Linked DNA regions of Zea mays: regions 1 and 2 are each linked to region 3. A link is a contact called in public Hi-C data. All regions are on one chromosome and are shown on one strand. Each heading gives the region's core, a stretch centred on a gene start, on an enhancer-like site or on the middle of the called end of the contact. The rest is flanking DNA. Distances are from core to core; before and after follow the strand shown.

Region 1 (4,795 bases), core at 2,006-4,505, 220 kb before region 3:
AGAATAGCTGGAATGATCTTTATTGAGTATTGACCATACTCAGGCACTACTGGATGCAACCTCTTTTGTTTTATTAGGAATGGAACAAAGATGTAGTTTATAACTTCACTTACATGTCGTTTACCATATTTCTGTTGGCTTAATTGGAAATGATATTGCCAAATAATGATAGTAGTTGTACCCCCAGTGAACTTATAAATTGATAAAAAAATTGTCCATGAAAATTACAAATACATGATGCGGTCATTATTCATTAGCCAGCAAGTTAATCTGTACAGTGCAACGAGTAAATCTCAGGCTAGAGTGAATGAACTTAAAATCACGTTTTGGCCCTTAGTCTTCCTGGCATTTATGGATTGTGGAACTTTGAAGAACACATTTAGGTTAGGATTGCTACTTATGTTGTGCGGTCTGTTGACCTAGAAATTTTAGCCAAGGGATGATTTCTTGGGTCACTAATTTATCTAAGCAACTTTCCAGTACTTGAGCAAAGACCCTCGACTACGATGAGATCCTCATCGTCTTGCCCTTTGAATCCTAGCTGGTACAGCCTTCACATACCTTCTACAGTGCAAAAGCCACAGTACTCTCTTGTGTAACCCTCTAATCCTCTATCTGTTATTTTGGGCTCCCATCTGTCTGAGGCATACAGACCTTACCCTGGCCGGTATTCAAACTTGGTGACTACGACACAATGGTTTTTTGCATTGTAACTTTTTTTAGCCAATGGTTTTTGCATTGTACTGTACTTTAAAAGTGTTTGCTGGATGATATATTTGTCGGATGATACCAGAGTAAGTTAATTCCAAAAGCTAAAACGATTTCTTCGTCCATATTGTTTCAGGTTTCATGGACATGTGGGGGCAGCCCACTCAAGACTACGACAAATTCTTCTAGGCTGCCGCCGAAGGCCCAAGTTCATGAATTTGACAAGGAAAATTAGTTGAGTTAGCTCAGTACAGGCGACAATAAATAGATCGGGTTATATCAGATAAATTAGTTGAGTTTAGCAGCAAGATCGGCCGGGCCAATGCAGCCCGCCTCTCCGACTTGTCCTCGGACAGAAGGTTTGGATTGGATGGAGCCACCCGTTGGCCCGTGACCGTCCTGGCCGCGGCGCAAGGTCGCAGCCGCCATGCCCAATAAGGCCTTAGTTCGGTTTGAGATGGATTAAAGAGATCCACCTCTAACCGAACAAGCCGACATGGAGGAAAGTCCTAAGCCGACATGGCGACACAGCCGCAGGATTTACGGTGCCTCGTCTCATCTGCCACCGTCTTCGTCCGGCCCTAGCCCCTAGCACAGCACGTAGCCGGACTTGTGTCCACCAAAGCATCAGTTGTAATTAGTTGCAGTCCATGATAATTCTTAATCCCGTTGTTAGCCCGACTGTGGAGATAATTTGCAATAGTTGACCACCTGATTTGTTCATGACAGCAGTTTAAAACTGGATTAACGTAGACATAGGCGCTACTAGATGACGGACATGCGTAAAAGGTGCGTTTTGCAGTACTTGTTGCCTATGAATCCCGTGAAAACAGACATCGCTTTTTTCTCGCGACAAAAGAATCAAGAGATGTCACCTTTCAGTACTGTTTCATTATGTTGAGTTCAATTTTATTTCGGTGTAATCATGAGTTTCAGTGTCACTCGAATCAGACAACCAGAGTGGCAGCGGACTGCACTGGGGAGAGGGAGCCGCGCCAAACGGCGATGCGCAAACAAGCGCTCTTCGCGTATGGGGATTCGCAGCTCTACATGTTTAAAGATCATGTTTAAAGGATCTTTGTTCGGTTCTACCCCAATCCATATGGATTGAGTGGGTTTCAATCCTAGAGTCAAAATTTGTTCTCATCCATATCAATCCTCTTCAATTTATATGGATTGAAAAAACCGAACAAGTACTAAGGTGGGTGTGGTTATAAATCATTGTGAGTTATGACAAGAGGAGAAAAACTGGGATTCATCATTCTTCGCATGTATGATCACAACAGCATGTCTGTCTCCAATTCACTCTTGTTTTCAATCATGTATACCAATCATGTCACAATTTCCATGCACATAAACAGAAATTGGTTGAATTGGAATGCTATCTAAACAGAGATAATCACATTTCAGCATGTTGACATAACAGCCATACACATGGCTGGCTACAATGCTGAATTGCAAAAAGGCAGAGTACCTCCTACATGCGCGTGCAGGAGGTGTCGAAGTCGTCGGGCGCAACCCTGGCGATCCACTCAGCAAGGCTCCTCTTGACCTCGCCGTGGTTGACGAAGGCGAGCTCGTACATGCTGCACAGGTTGACCACCACCGTCTCGTTGAGCGCCGCCGTGGGGACCCTCTCGAGGGCACCCTCCAGCACCTTGATGGCGTCGCCGAGGTCCCGCGAGTACATGAGGCACAGCGCCTTGTTGTTGAGGGCCACGGCGTCCGCGGGGTCCGCCTCGATGCAGCGCTCGTACTCCCGCACCGCCGCCGCGTAGTCCTTGCCCACGATGCACTCCAGCGCGCGGTTGCGGGCCAGGAGGTTGGCATGCCGCGTCGGGTCCTCGGACGCGGCGGCCACGGACTCCACGTGGCGGAAGGCAGCCGAGGCCGCGCCGAGGTTGCCGATCTGGAGGTGCGCGTAGGCGAGGCGCGAGAGGAGCACCGGGTCGCCCGGGTAGCGGCCGGCGATGTCGGCGAGGAGCGCGAGTGCGACGTCGAACTCGCGGTGGGCGAGGTGGTCGGCGGCGAGGACGGACGCGACGAGCGCGTCGCGGCGGCGCCACTCGGGGTGCCCGGCGTTGGGGCGTGCGCGGACGGAGGAGAGGAGCGTGTAGAGGCGGTCGAGCGCGAGGGGGCGGTCGGGGAGGAAGAGTGGGAGGAGAGCATGGAGGAGGCGGATGAGGAAGGGTGGCGGCGGGCAGGCCGGATCCGGGTGGAGGGAAGCTAGAAGCGCAGCGGCGTCGGGGAAGCGTCGGAGCTTGGCCAGGCAGAGGGCGGAGAGAGCGGAGAGGAGGAGGCGGTGGTGCGGATGGGGCGTGTGGGCCGGATGGGAGAGGTGGGAGAAGAGCGCCTGCCACTGCCCGCGGGTGGCCAGGTCGTAGGGGATCGAGAGATCGGGGACGCCTGGAGCGGCGACGTCGGTCGCCGGCGGCGGGAAGGTTGGGGAGGAGGCAGCAGCCATGGCGTAGCGGGGATGGAGATTGCCGAGATCTGGAAGACGGAAGCGTGGTCGACCTTCGACAGGTGTAGTGGGCTGGAAATGAACTGTGTTGCAGGCACTGGGCTTCTGTGTTTGTCCGCTTATATGTTAAACTTCGGGCCTCCAATAGAATTTTGATTGCCTTTTGAAAATTTGCTGGCGAAAGCCCGATGATAATCGCTGTGCACTCTTCGGGCTTGTTTGTGATCAAAGGTAATGTAGTGGATTAAGGGGGCAAGAATCCCCTACTACTTAATTTTGAATAGTGAGGGATTATAGTCCCCTCAATCCCTTCCATTACCCTTTGCCCCAAACAAGCCCTTCGTGTCGTAAAATGTACTGTATGATTTAAATTATCAGTCAAATAGAGTTAAAAGTTTGAACAAATATAAAAATATCTAAATCTAATATTTTAAAGGTATTTTTTATTTTCTGCCTCTCACTCTCACTACTCATGGCGTAGCGAGGCAGCAGCCATGGCGTAGCGGGGATTAGACCTGAAAAAAGAATGGCCAACCGAAAATAAGAGCCCAGTACATAAGTACATAGCCTGACACGAAAAAAATGGATCGAATTGGCACGACTCGAATGATTGAACTATGTCGTGTCTCAAACTCAGGCATGAAGCACTACTCATGTCTTGAATCATTTCTTAAATTCTTACACTGAATGATGTTTCTGAGTCTTGTTCCGCACGTGGATTGAATAGAATTAGAAACATTATTATAAAAGATTTTAACTTGTTTGAGGTTTAAACTCGTCCAATCCCACCTAATCCACATGAATTAAGAGCAAATTGAATAAGCCCTAAATGTATAGAGGGGAACAGGGGTGGCTGGATCAGAATTGTTTTCTTTCCTTGAACACAAGTACAACCGCGAAGCTCTAGGAGACAAAAGGAGGAAGAGACACACAAGGCACGCTTTCTATGACTTGTCGTCACAGGGCAGGGAGACAGGCAGTCAAGTAAACGCAATAGAAACACAGGCATCCAGCAACACAGAGAAAGGAGCTTTATTCATTCGTTAGAAAGAGCACTTATGCTTCACAGGGAAGCTGGAATCAGCTTACTCATCCGTATAATCCACTGGCACAACAAAGTTGACTCTAACCAAAAGGATCCACAACTTATAGGATGACCCAAGCAAGAATCAGAGTATCTTCTTACAGAGATTGCGAAAGAAGAAAACAAAATGCCCATTTCTGCAGTTGCTTCTTTTTCTTTCAACTCAGAAAACGAGCTGATATATTGTACAACCAAGGAAAATCCAGAAGACACAAACCATCCATGTTTGGAAGTCAAAGGAAACGGATCAGCAGACAAGGAGATGCTACCCCCAAGAACTCGTGTTTTCAGCAGCCTTTGCTTCCCTAAAAATTTTTGTGGCCATCTCAGTTTGTCCATGACGCAGACCGCTTCAAAACAGGCTTCAACATTGCCCTATCCTCTTCCAGGGAGATCATGCCGAGATGTGAAGGATCTTCCAACATCATCTTGGCGACCAAATACCCCGCGATGGACCAGGTCTGGAATTTCCTCGCCTGCTTGCCAACATACCGACCAAGCTTCCCATCATAGTACTCAGGCCATCCATCCTTCAACAG
Region 2 (4,662 bases), core at 997-3,496, 190 kb after region 3:
ACTTCAGTTCTTTTTACTTTTCAGTGATTTTCCTTTTCATGTATCTAAAGATATGAAAATGACATTTTGGAATTTCTGCGGGGGTTTAAGAGAAAAGTTTGCCGGGTCAAGGGTTCACCAGAATACAAAGTGCACAAGATCTCTTTTATTAATCCTCACTTTAAGAAGATCATTAATTTAAGCATGGCAGTAAGATTTGCATCAACAGAATCTTGTGCTTTTCTCCACAAATCAAACTGCCATCATAGATCACTACCCACAAGGCCACAAATGCCACGAAGACAAGACATGTAACAGAGTATGAATCTATGCATGAAAGAGAAGCAGGCATAACCCACTGGGGCAAAGTTCAACATCAGACAAGTTACGTGAAAAAAAAATGCCCCAGGGACACACAATGAAGATTTCTTTAGACAAGCTGTCCCCCATGCTGCTTTGACAAAATTGTCAACACAAATAATTGTAGTACTTGGAAGTTGGGATTTGGAATCTCTCTACAGAGATAGGGATAACAAGCCAATGCTGGCGTGTGGGGCCAGGTCCACACCCTGCCTAGTAGGCCTAAGGACGAAAGTCCAAAAATCCAAAATCGCTGATTAGAGAAGGAAGCCCGGTCCATAAGGCAGAAACTCATGCCGTACCGGGGCCACATGGCAATGCAAGTGGTGCTGTCATGCACTGGGTCCAGGACATGCGAAGGAGTTGTGGGACTAGGACTGCTACAGTACGGTCAGCATCACAGAGGCACAGAGCAGACTGGCAACATCACAAGTAGAGGCGATGGCTTGCCAAAGGTTCAAGAAGGGAGTGCGATAGGTAGCGTAGCTGCAGTGCTATAAACGTAAGTAAAAAAAAGGATGAAAAAATCACAGCACTGACCTTGCCGTCATATTCCCGGCGGGAGAGCACCTCCGGAGCTATGTACGCCGGAGTTCCAACGGTGGATTTAGGCTTTGAATGCAGCAGCGATGACTGGGGCAAAGAAAGGTGTTAGCAGCTGACCACACTGCTACAGTATTTGTTAAGTATTGCCTCATTCTCCTTTTTTTGTGAGCGATTTTTCCATGAAGCTGGAGAAAGGGGTCAATTTTGATTATCTTTCTTTAACAAGGAAATAAAAGGCACGAGTTCAATAAGCAGTGCGAGTGTGAGAAAAGGCGGCACAGTTTCGTGTCAAAATTTTGGTCTTCCCAGCATGGCAGGCTAAGCAAGAAAGGCCTCTTTCAGTACCCCTTGAAAAAGAAATCTCACAGGAAACTGGCCAGCTAATTAACAAAAGGAAAACAACAACAAAAAATTGGTACCTTAGAGTAGCCAAAGTCGCAGATCTTTAGCCGCGGAGCCGGGCTGCCATCCAATAGCGTGTTCTCCAGCTTCAAGTCCCGGTGACAAATTTGCTGCGAATGAATCCAAACAAAATTCGCAGTCGCACACCTCTTCAGCAAGGATATTTTTTTTTCCTGGGTAGCATTTTGTTGCAGAAAGAAAACACTTCGCTTTTACTAGTCGGTGTGTTCTCACCATGAAGTGGCAGTAGCTGACACCGCAGATGAGCTGCTGGAAGAAATACCTCGCCTGTCGTAGGATTAATAAAAAAAAGGAAGAGAGAATAGCACGTCAGTCAAGCCGAACCCAAATGGTTTTGGGGGAAAAACAGCAGGAGAGGCTCCCGAGCCGGAGCCGCCTGATTGGAATGAACGAACGAGCGATCACCTCGTCCTCGCTGAACCTGCCGGCGCTGCAGATCCGGTCGAAGAGCTCGCCGCCGGCGGCGTACTCCATGACGATGGCGAGGTGCGTGGGCGTGAGCACGACCTAGAGAAAGAAGGGGGGGCCCTAACTGATGAAACGGACAAGAGAATAAGGAGGGACGGGGGAAAAAAATCTCCAGCGCCTGCAGCAGCATCGGAGGCGTGCAGGAAGCACTCCCGTCCGGGAAATCCTTTTGGCTCACCTCCTTGAAGCGGATGATGTTGTGGTGCCGCAGCGAGCGGTGGTTTATGATCTCCCTCGCCACATTCTCGTCAATCTGCGGGGCAGGGAAGGTAAACCGTGAGGACCGAAAATTCCGGGGAGGCCTGGGATCGAACGCGAGGACTGGAACCGGGGGAGGGCGGGCGGCCGCACCTTGAGCCCCCTCGGGATGTACTTCATGGCGACGAGCTCCTTGGTGTCCTTGTTCCGCATGAGCCGCGCCACGCCGAAGTTGCCGGAGCCGATGTCCTTGAGCAGCTCGTACTTCTCCATGGATCCCTGGGCCGCCGCCGAGCTGGCGGGCGCGTGGGGAATTCGCTGGGGTTTTGCCGTTGCGAGGAGCGGGAGAGAGCGCGTGGCGTGGGGGTCGTGGGGACAGCCGGACTCGACAGGGGAGGGGAGAGGAGGGGAGGGGAGGGGAGGGAACGGTGGGTGGAGACTGGAGACTGGCCCTGTCTCTGGCTGGATTCCAATCTTAACGAGGAGGCTTTCTTGTCCTCCTCGTTCGGTTAGTTACAGCGGCGGGGGGCCCTTGCTTGCGTGCTTTGTCTCCGCGCTTGGGTTTGCGCCTAGAATAGGCGTGCGATCGCGCGGGTCCCTGGTGTTTACACGATGCGGCACGCCGTGTGTGTGTGCAATTGTGCATGCGGCAACAGGGAATGGACTGGAAGCACGATGATGACGGTGGTGCTGGTGGTCCCAGATCTCGGTGTTTCGGTCCTCTTTCTCTGCGACGGACTGCCGTTTAGGCATTCGGTATATTAATATAATTTGGTTTGCTCTCTTCGAATTTGTGAAATTTCGAGTTTAAAAATTAAGAAACGGAATTTTTAAAATAATTTTAGAAATCAAACTCAAATAGATTCACAGTTTTAGTTCGGTCCACCGAATAGATCCACAGTTTTAGTTCGGTCCACCGAATAGATCCAAATATTAGATACACTAGTATGTTTTCTTAAAATATATACAATAAATAGTTAATTAGAAGTACTATTATTACAATAAGTGAATATAAAAAATAGCATATAGATATATATATATATATATAATATTATTAAGATAACATTATAATTTTTAGCTAACAAGTTTATAAATCACATAATCATCACATATTAAGAGCTTTTTTATTAAAAAAATCGGGTTATTCAGTCTAGGGTATAGGGTTTTAAAAGTTAGGAACTAAACTTGAACATGTACCCTAAAATGTAACACATGTGGAAACCGAATTCAAACCCTAAAATCCGAATAGTCTAATAATTCGATCTATTCGGGTTTGGTTAGGGTTCAGGTTCGGTTTTTAGTTTTAAAATGGTCACCCCTACCATTTAGCAGTTTTTTTGCGATTTGGTCCTCGTTCTTAAACGAAATCCTTTCCTCGGGCGTCGGGTGTGCAAGAGCATCAGTCCAGCGCACAGAACAGGAAATTCCTCCACTCCAGAGAATCCATTTGAGGGAGGACGATCATCGTGCAAAGGACAGAGAGAGAGAACATCAGCTTGATAGCGCATCCGGAACCGGAAGGCAATTAGTAAATGGGAAAGTGGAGAGGCACTTCGATATCAGTTGATTCTCTGTTCTTTTTCTAGTCACTGCTGCCGCCGTCGATAAATTTTAATATATTGTCAGGCGCACATTAAGAGTTGTTTGATAATGTAGTTTTTGAAATATTATAGTTTTAAAATACAATAGTTTACGATTGTACATGACACAAACACTACAATATTAATATATCACAGTAAAATCACAGTATTGCCCAAAACTAAAGGGGCAGTTTGAAAATACAGTTTTAAAATACTGTAATTTTCAAATATCATAGTTTACAATTGTACATGACACAAATACTATAGCATTACTTTACCACAGTAAAACCATATTACTGCTCAAAACCGAGATCTGTTTGGTTCCATTGAAAAAACAAAGTATATTTAGTGAGAAGAGAAGAAAAATAAGGTACTGAGTGGAGTTTCGAAAACTCAAAAAATACCACGGTTTTGGGTAAACCATGGTATTTAAAATTGTGTTTTGTCTGAACAAACCAAACACCTTTTGATTCTAATACTATAGTATCATCAAATACTATAGTATTATTTCAAAACTGTAAAAATACTACACTTCCAAATAGGACTGAAATCTATTTTGTTCCATTGAAAATCCAAAATATGTGTAGAGAGAAGAGAAGAAAATTGTGACCCTGAGTGGAGTTTCCAAAACTTTAAAAATACCACAGTTTTGGATAAAAACATGGTATTTAAAAGGGGCAATTGGATCAGTGCTCATGTTTTAGGGTGTAACTGCATATTTGTCCCTATTTTTAGACTTTGCGTGTTTGCCCCTGTTTTTTCAAAACAAACTATTGTATGTACTGATTCCGTACTTAACAGTGTTAAGTCTTGATAAAAAAGACAAGGGATAATTACACCAATGCCCCATTTATAGTGTAATTATAGTTTTTGCCCTATTTTTTAGACATTACATGTTTTTATGACAATCCAAATTATTTCCACAATATTTGAAATTATTTTGACAAAATGTTTTGTCAACAAATTAGATTATTTTGCCTCTTAACAATAATTTGAATAGTTTACCAAAATATTTTTAAATTTGAAAATATTTCAAATTATTATAAAATAATTTGAATTGTTGTCCAAAATAGTTTAAATTATTGCATAAATAATTTAAATTGTCATA
Region 3 (4,982 bases), core at 923-3,422:
AAATTGATATGTATTGTTATCTTGACACGGAAGCTCTTTGAATTTTGTGGCTCCACACCCATCAAGAAAATCTGTCTCAAACAGTTTGTAGATTCTATGTGTATAAACCTTTGCTGCATGATTCAAAATATCACTGTATTTTATGATGCAAGCAGGTGGCCTTTGGAAACACCGTGCATCCTCATCTAATTCTTTTTCCCTCCAATCTTCAGTCTGTTTATCCACAGCAACAGCAATTGCACAAAGAGAAGTCAACTTATCAGAAACATTATTAAACATGTTGCTCATACTGTCACATTGTGGTTCATACTCGATCCCACCATCAAAGGTGCAGTTGTTAAGAGCACTACACCACTTCTGTTTGAGCTTATACAATTTTTTAAGCCACTTGTTATCTTGCAACTTAAATTCACAGAGCATTTGAGCCCATGTTTCCTCAAACTCTGCTTCGGAGTCACATCCCTGTATGCACTTGGTGAACATCTTATTGAATGTTTTTGAGACATTAAGAGCACCCAGACGAGAGTGGGCATTCTTTTGGATGTGCCAATGAGCAATGCGATGGCGTGCATTTGGGAAGACCTCCTCAACCGCTTTTGTCACAACTTGATCTAGATTTGTGAAAATAGATTGTGGATGTCGGTTCCCCATGGACTCCAAGAAAGACTTGAACAGCCACACAAAAGCTGACGTAGACTCGTCAGCTAAAAGTGCGCAACCATACATAGTGGTCTGCCAATGATGATTGACGCCAACAAACGGTGCACATATCAGGTTATGTTTGCTCAAGCGGTAAGTTGAATCAAACACGACCACATCACAGAAACAGTCATAGTCAGTCCTGCTCCTCCCATCACGCCAAAAGAAATTAGTCATCCGACCACCTCGGTCCAATTGAACATCCCAGTAAAACATACCATCTTCATTTGCCCTGCTTTTCAGATGGCTCACAAGGCTCTGCACATCCCCAGTTCCTATAGTCAGTGTCTTTGTCGCAGCACCGTAGCCGAGGAGCAAATCTTGCTTCTGATTCTCCACATTGTTGGTTGCACTAGTACTCCCTGTAGGCAATTGTGGAGCCCCACCTTGCACCTGATAACCCCCATACAACATCACCTCCACAGAACTTGACCGCCCTGCTATAAGCGACCTTGCAGACCGCAAAAGATGTCGTTCCTCAGGCCTTGCCAGGTTGTGGTTATGATCAGATACCAGTCGGATAACCTTCCACTCCCCCTGATCATTCACCCTGAACCGCACCATGGCCCTGCAATTGGTCCTGGTGTGGGGGTCGTTGAAATTTGCATCAGTGAGCTTCTCCCCTTCCTTGAGCCCCTCCTTGGAGCAGAAGTAGTCCTTGGTGCGTATCCGCTTGGTGCCGGTGAAGTAGGACTGCTTCCCTTTCCGGATGCTGAACCCCATGCGGTGGCCGTAATCGCAGTAGAGCTTGTAGGCGGCCTCTTCGCTGCACACCACCTTCCGGAGCAGCTCGTCAGTGCCCTCCTTGCTGCCCTGCACCGTTGCGGCCTCCTCCTCCTCCTCGTTCTCTGCATCATCGCCGTAATCCCCCCGCCTCTCGTCGCCGGAGGTGGAAACGGCAACAGCCACTTGCGCTTCCGTGGTGGCCACGTCACCCCCGGTGCCGCTGACACCGTTGTCGTGCGGCACGACCGTCCCCTCGCCGACTTGGTCCACTCCGGCGGCGGCGGGCTCGACGTGCGACATGGGGAAGGGGCACCCGAGTCAGGTATTGAACTCTACCAAATCGAAGCATGGATGGATTGCATCAGTAGGGCACCAAGCGGCGTGGAAGGGATTTAATCCGAGAAAGCTAGGGTTGCTTATGCCTTACCGCCACACGGAGAAGGAAACCGGTCTAAGTCCGGAGAGTGGATCTCCGCTCCGCTCCGGTGTTGCTAGTGGAACGGAGGAGGAGGACGATGAAGGGAAAACTACGGCGGAAGGAAACCGGGGTCTCACTTGTTGTGTGCCGGCGTCGCTGGCGGCGAACGAAATGGGTTGGGGAGGAGAATTTCGCAACCGTGCCACTCCGTTCGGCGGACTTCAGACTATTGGCATCATTATCGTCGTAATTGAATCCGTGGTATTATAATCTCACCCGTTTTGAAGAATTAGCATCGCACTGCATTAATGGTCATTAGCATTTCTCGTGTTCCCGTCCGTTCGCTCCGTTACTTCCCTGGCCGCCGTCTTCGAGCGTATTCCATTCTCCCTTCCCTTCTTCCCTGATCGTCGTCTTCCTCCCTCGGCTCTGTTCGTCGCGCACTGCGGTGCCTGCCTGCCCTGTCCTTCACCAAATCTCGCCCTTCCCTACTGATTTAGTTCCGTCCAGGGCGGATCCTGCGCCGAGGGCCATTCTCGCGCCTCTGACGCTGGTGAGATCTCCTATCTTCTTATGTAACCCTAGGGTTTGCAGCTATGGATTCCAGCATGGAATCTGCCGCTGAGCTATGTGCCCAGAAGTTCTCAGCGATCGTTGATGCAGCCCGTGACACATTGAGTGCTTCTGCTGTCGCCTGTGTGATTGCTAGTGATCTCTACGCCACAGCATCAGTAGGTAACCATGTGGTTTCTATGCTTGATGTTCTTGAATCCGCTGTGGAGGCGGAAAAAAGTGCTATGTGTTCTTATCAACAGGCGAGTGCAATCGTCATTTGTGCTCAGGAGACATTGGCCAAATACTATGAGGTTTGTATTCTGAAACTTTTACTGAGCCAATGCTTGAGATATCTGCGCCATGTGGTTTGTAGCAGCCCTATGATGGAATTAAAGTAACCTGAGTGCAGTTTTGAGGCTTGTGATACATGTGAGGTGATATAGTTACTTTGCCCTGTGATGTTTTCTTTGAAAATATTGAACTGACTACACTAGGTCTTTTTATGAAAATTAGCTGAGGGCATATGGATGTTTGTGGTGACAGTGCATAGTTGACAATGTGAGTTAATATGCCTGTTATATTCATTTGAGGGCATCAGGCTGTTTGTTGTTGTTTCATTGAAAATATTGAACTGAGACTTGTGATAATATGAGATGATCTAGTTGCTTTGCCCTATGATGTTTTCTTTCAAAATAGTGAACAGTATACTACACTTGGTTTTTTTGCTGAAAAATAACTGAGGCATATGGATGTTTGTGGTGACAGTGCATAGTTCAGAGCACCTAGAGGGGGGTTGAATAGGTGATCCTATAAAACTTAAAACTTAAGCCACAAAACTTGGTTAAGGTTAGCACAATAATTGCCAAGTGGCTAGAGTAGAGTCTCAACAAAACACAATAACCACAAAGATATCAATCACAGAGATGGCACGGTGGTTATCCCGTGGTTCGGCCAAGACCAACGCTTGCCTACTCCATGTTGTGGCGTCCCAACGGACGAGGGTTGCAATCAACCCCTCTCAAGCGGTCCAAAGACCCACTTGAATACCACGGTGTTTTGCTTTGCTTTTCTTAATCCCGTTTGCGAGGAATCTCCACACTTTGGAGCCTCTCGCCCTTACACTTGAAGTTCACAAAGAAGCACAGAGCAAGGGAGGGATTAGCAACTCACACAGGACACAAAGATCACAGCGAATACGCACACACAAGACCCAGACTTGAGCTCAAAAAGACTAGCACACTAGAACGGAGCTCAAATCACTAGAATGTCGAACAAGTGCGCAAGAATGATGTGTGAGTGATCAATAGTGCTCAAAGGATGCTTGGTGTACTCCTCCATGCGCCTAGGGGTCCCTTTTATAGCCCCAAGGCAGCTAGGAGCCGTTGAGAGCAATCTGGGAAGGCAATTCTTGCCTTCTGTCGCGTGGCGCACCGGACAGTCCGGTGCACACCGGACACTGTCCGGTGCCCGATTTCTTTCCTTAACTGGCGCAGCCGACCGTTGGCAGCCAGAGAGCCGTTGGCGCACCGGACAGTCCGGTGCCCCCTTCTAGCCGTTGGCTCAGCCACGTGTCCCGCGCAGATCGCGCGGCCGACCGTTGGCCCGGCCGACTGTTGGCTCACCGGACAGTCCGGTGAATTATAGTCGTACGTCGCCGGTGAATTCCCGAGAGCGGCGACTTCGCTCGAACCAGCCTGGCGCACCGGACACTGTCCGGTGCACCACCGGACAGTCCGGTGCTCCCAGACTGAGCAGATTCTTGGCTGCCCGAGCCAAGACATTTCCAATTGGATTTTTCCTGTTTCCAGCACTTAGACACAATACATTAGTCCATAAAACAATGTACTAAGTCTGAGAAACATACCTTTATCCTTGATTTGTACTTTGTCCACCATTTTACATTTAAGCACTTGTGTTGGACACTAAATCACCAAAATACTTAGAAATGGTCCAAGGGCACATTTCCCTTTCAATCTCCCCCTTTTTGGTGATTTATGCCAACACAATATAAAGCAAGTAGAACAAATACAAAATTAATTCAAATAAGAACTCAAATTGTTTTGGTTCAATTTTGACATATATGGATCACCCTTTAAGTCAAACACACATGTTAAGACATAAAGAGAGTCATTCCAAGAGAAATTGATTCAGATTTCAAAGATTCCCCTTTTTCTTATAATCAACACTTCTCCCCACAAGAAGCCAACTTTTGTCAAGAGAGACAATAAAAGAGTTTTGACAAACCAAAAGCTCTATTCTACTACTTTCAAAATCTCTCAAGTGGTAGCTGATCCATTTATCGCTTTGGCCTTTATTTTCTCCCCCTTTGGCATCAAGCACCAAAACGGGATTAATCTTGGCCCTTGAACCCCATTGCCTTACCAAAATCTTCAATAAGAATGCAAAGGCAATAAAAGGACATGAGATGAACTTGGAATAAGTTACCCTCTCATCGGAGTGCAGTGGAAGTCTCAAAGGGTCAAGTTGTAACACATCTCCCCCTAAATATGTGCATCACTTTGCAACGGACTTGTGAGGACCAGGGAGTGTTTGGACAACTTGAGCACCATACTAAGCAACAAAA

Evidence for each region. A called contact is a pair of places that touch in the nucleus more often than the background predicts.
Region 1: a Hi-C map of leaf shows a contact between it and region 3, with 8 times the contacts expected there. The contact joins the promoter of LOC100194254 here to the promoter of LOC103627272 in region 3. A contact is called at or near these places in 4 of 25 Hi-C or Micro-C datasets (ear, leaf and tassel).
Region 2: a Hi-C map of leaf shows a contact between it and region 3, with 5 times the contacts expected there. The contact joins the promoter of LOC542190 here to the promoter of LOC103627272 in region 3.

Annotation. Positions count from the first base shown.
Region 1 is chr5:174,653,169-174,657,963 of Zm-B73-REFERENCE-NAM-5.0, forward strand. LOC100194254 (Tetratricopeptide repeat (TPR)-like superfamily protein) reads right to left here and starts at 3,256. Exons shown (of 1, transcript NM_001139295.2): 1 at 2,002-3,256. The coding sequence starts at 3,172. The coding sequence ends at 2,186. It overlaps LOC100382511 (Alkaline/neutral invertase CINV2), which reads right to left. Exons shown (of 4, transcript NM_001175248.1): 4 at 4,182-4,795. The coding sequence ends at 4,583. It overlaps LOC103627269, which reads left to right. Exons shown (of 5, transcript XM_008647558.2): 5 at 845-1,589. The coding sequence ends at 897.
Region 2 is chr5:175,071,300-175,075,961 of Zm-B73-REFERENCE-NAM-5.0, forward strand. It overlaps LOC542190, which reads right to left and starts at 2,247. Exons shown (of 9, transcript NM_001111804.1): 1 at 2,128-2,247; 2 at 1,955-2,029; 3 at 1,714-1,815; 4 at 1,522-1,575; 5 at 1,305-1,397; 6 at 880-972. The coding sequence starts at 2,247.
Region 3 is chr5:174,877,464-174,882,445 of Zm-B73-REFERENCE-NAM-5.0, forward strand. It overlaps LOC103627272 (protein FAR1-RELATED SEQUENCE 5), which reads right to left and starts at 2,173. Exons shown (of 3, transcript XR_553521.4): 1 at 1,853-2,173; 2 at 1-1,757.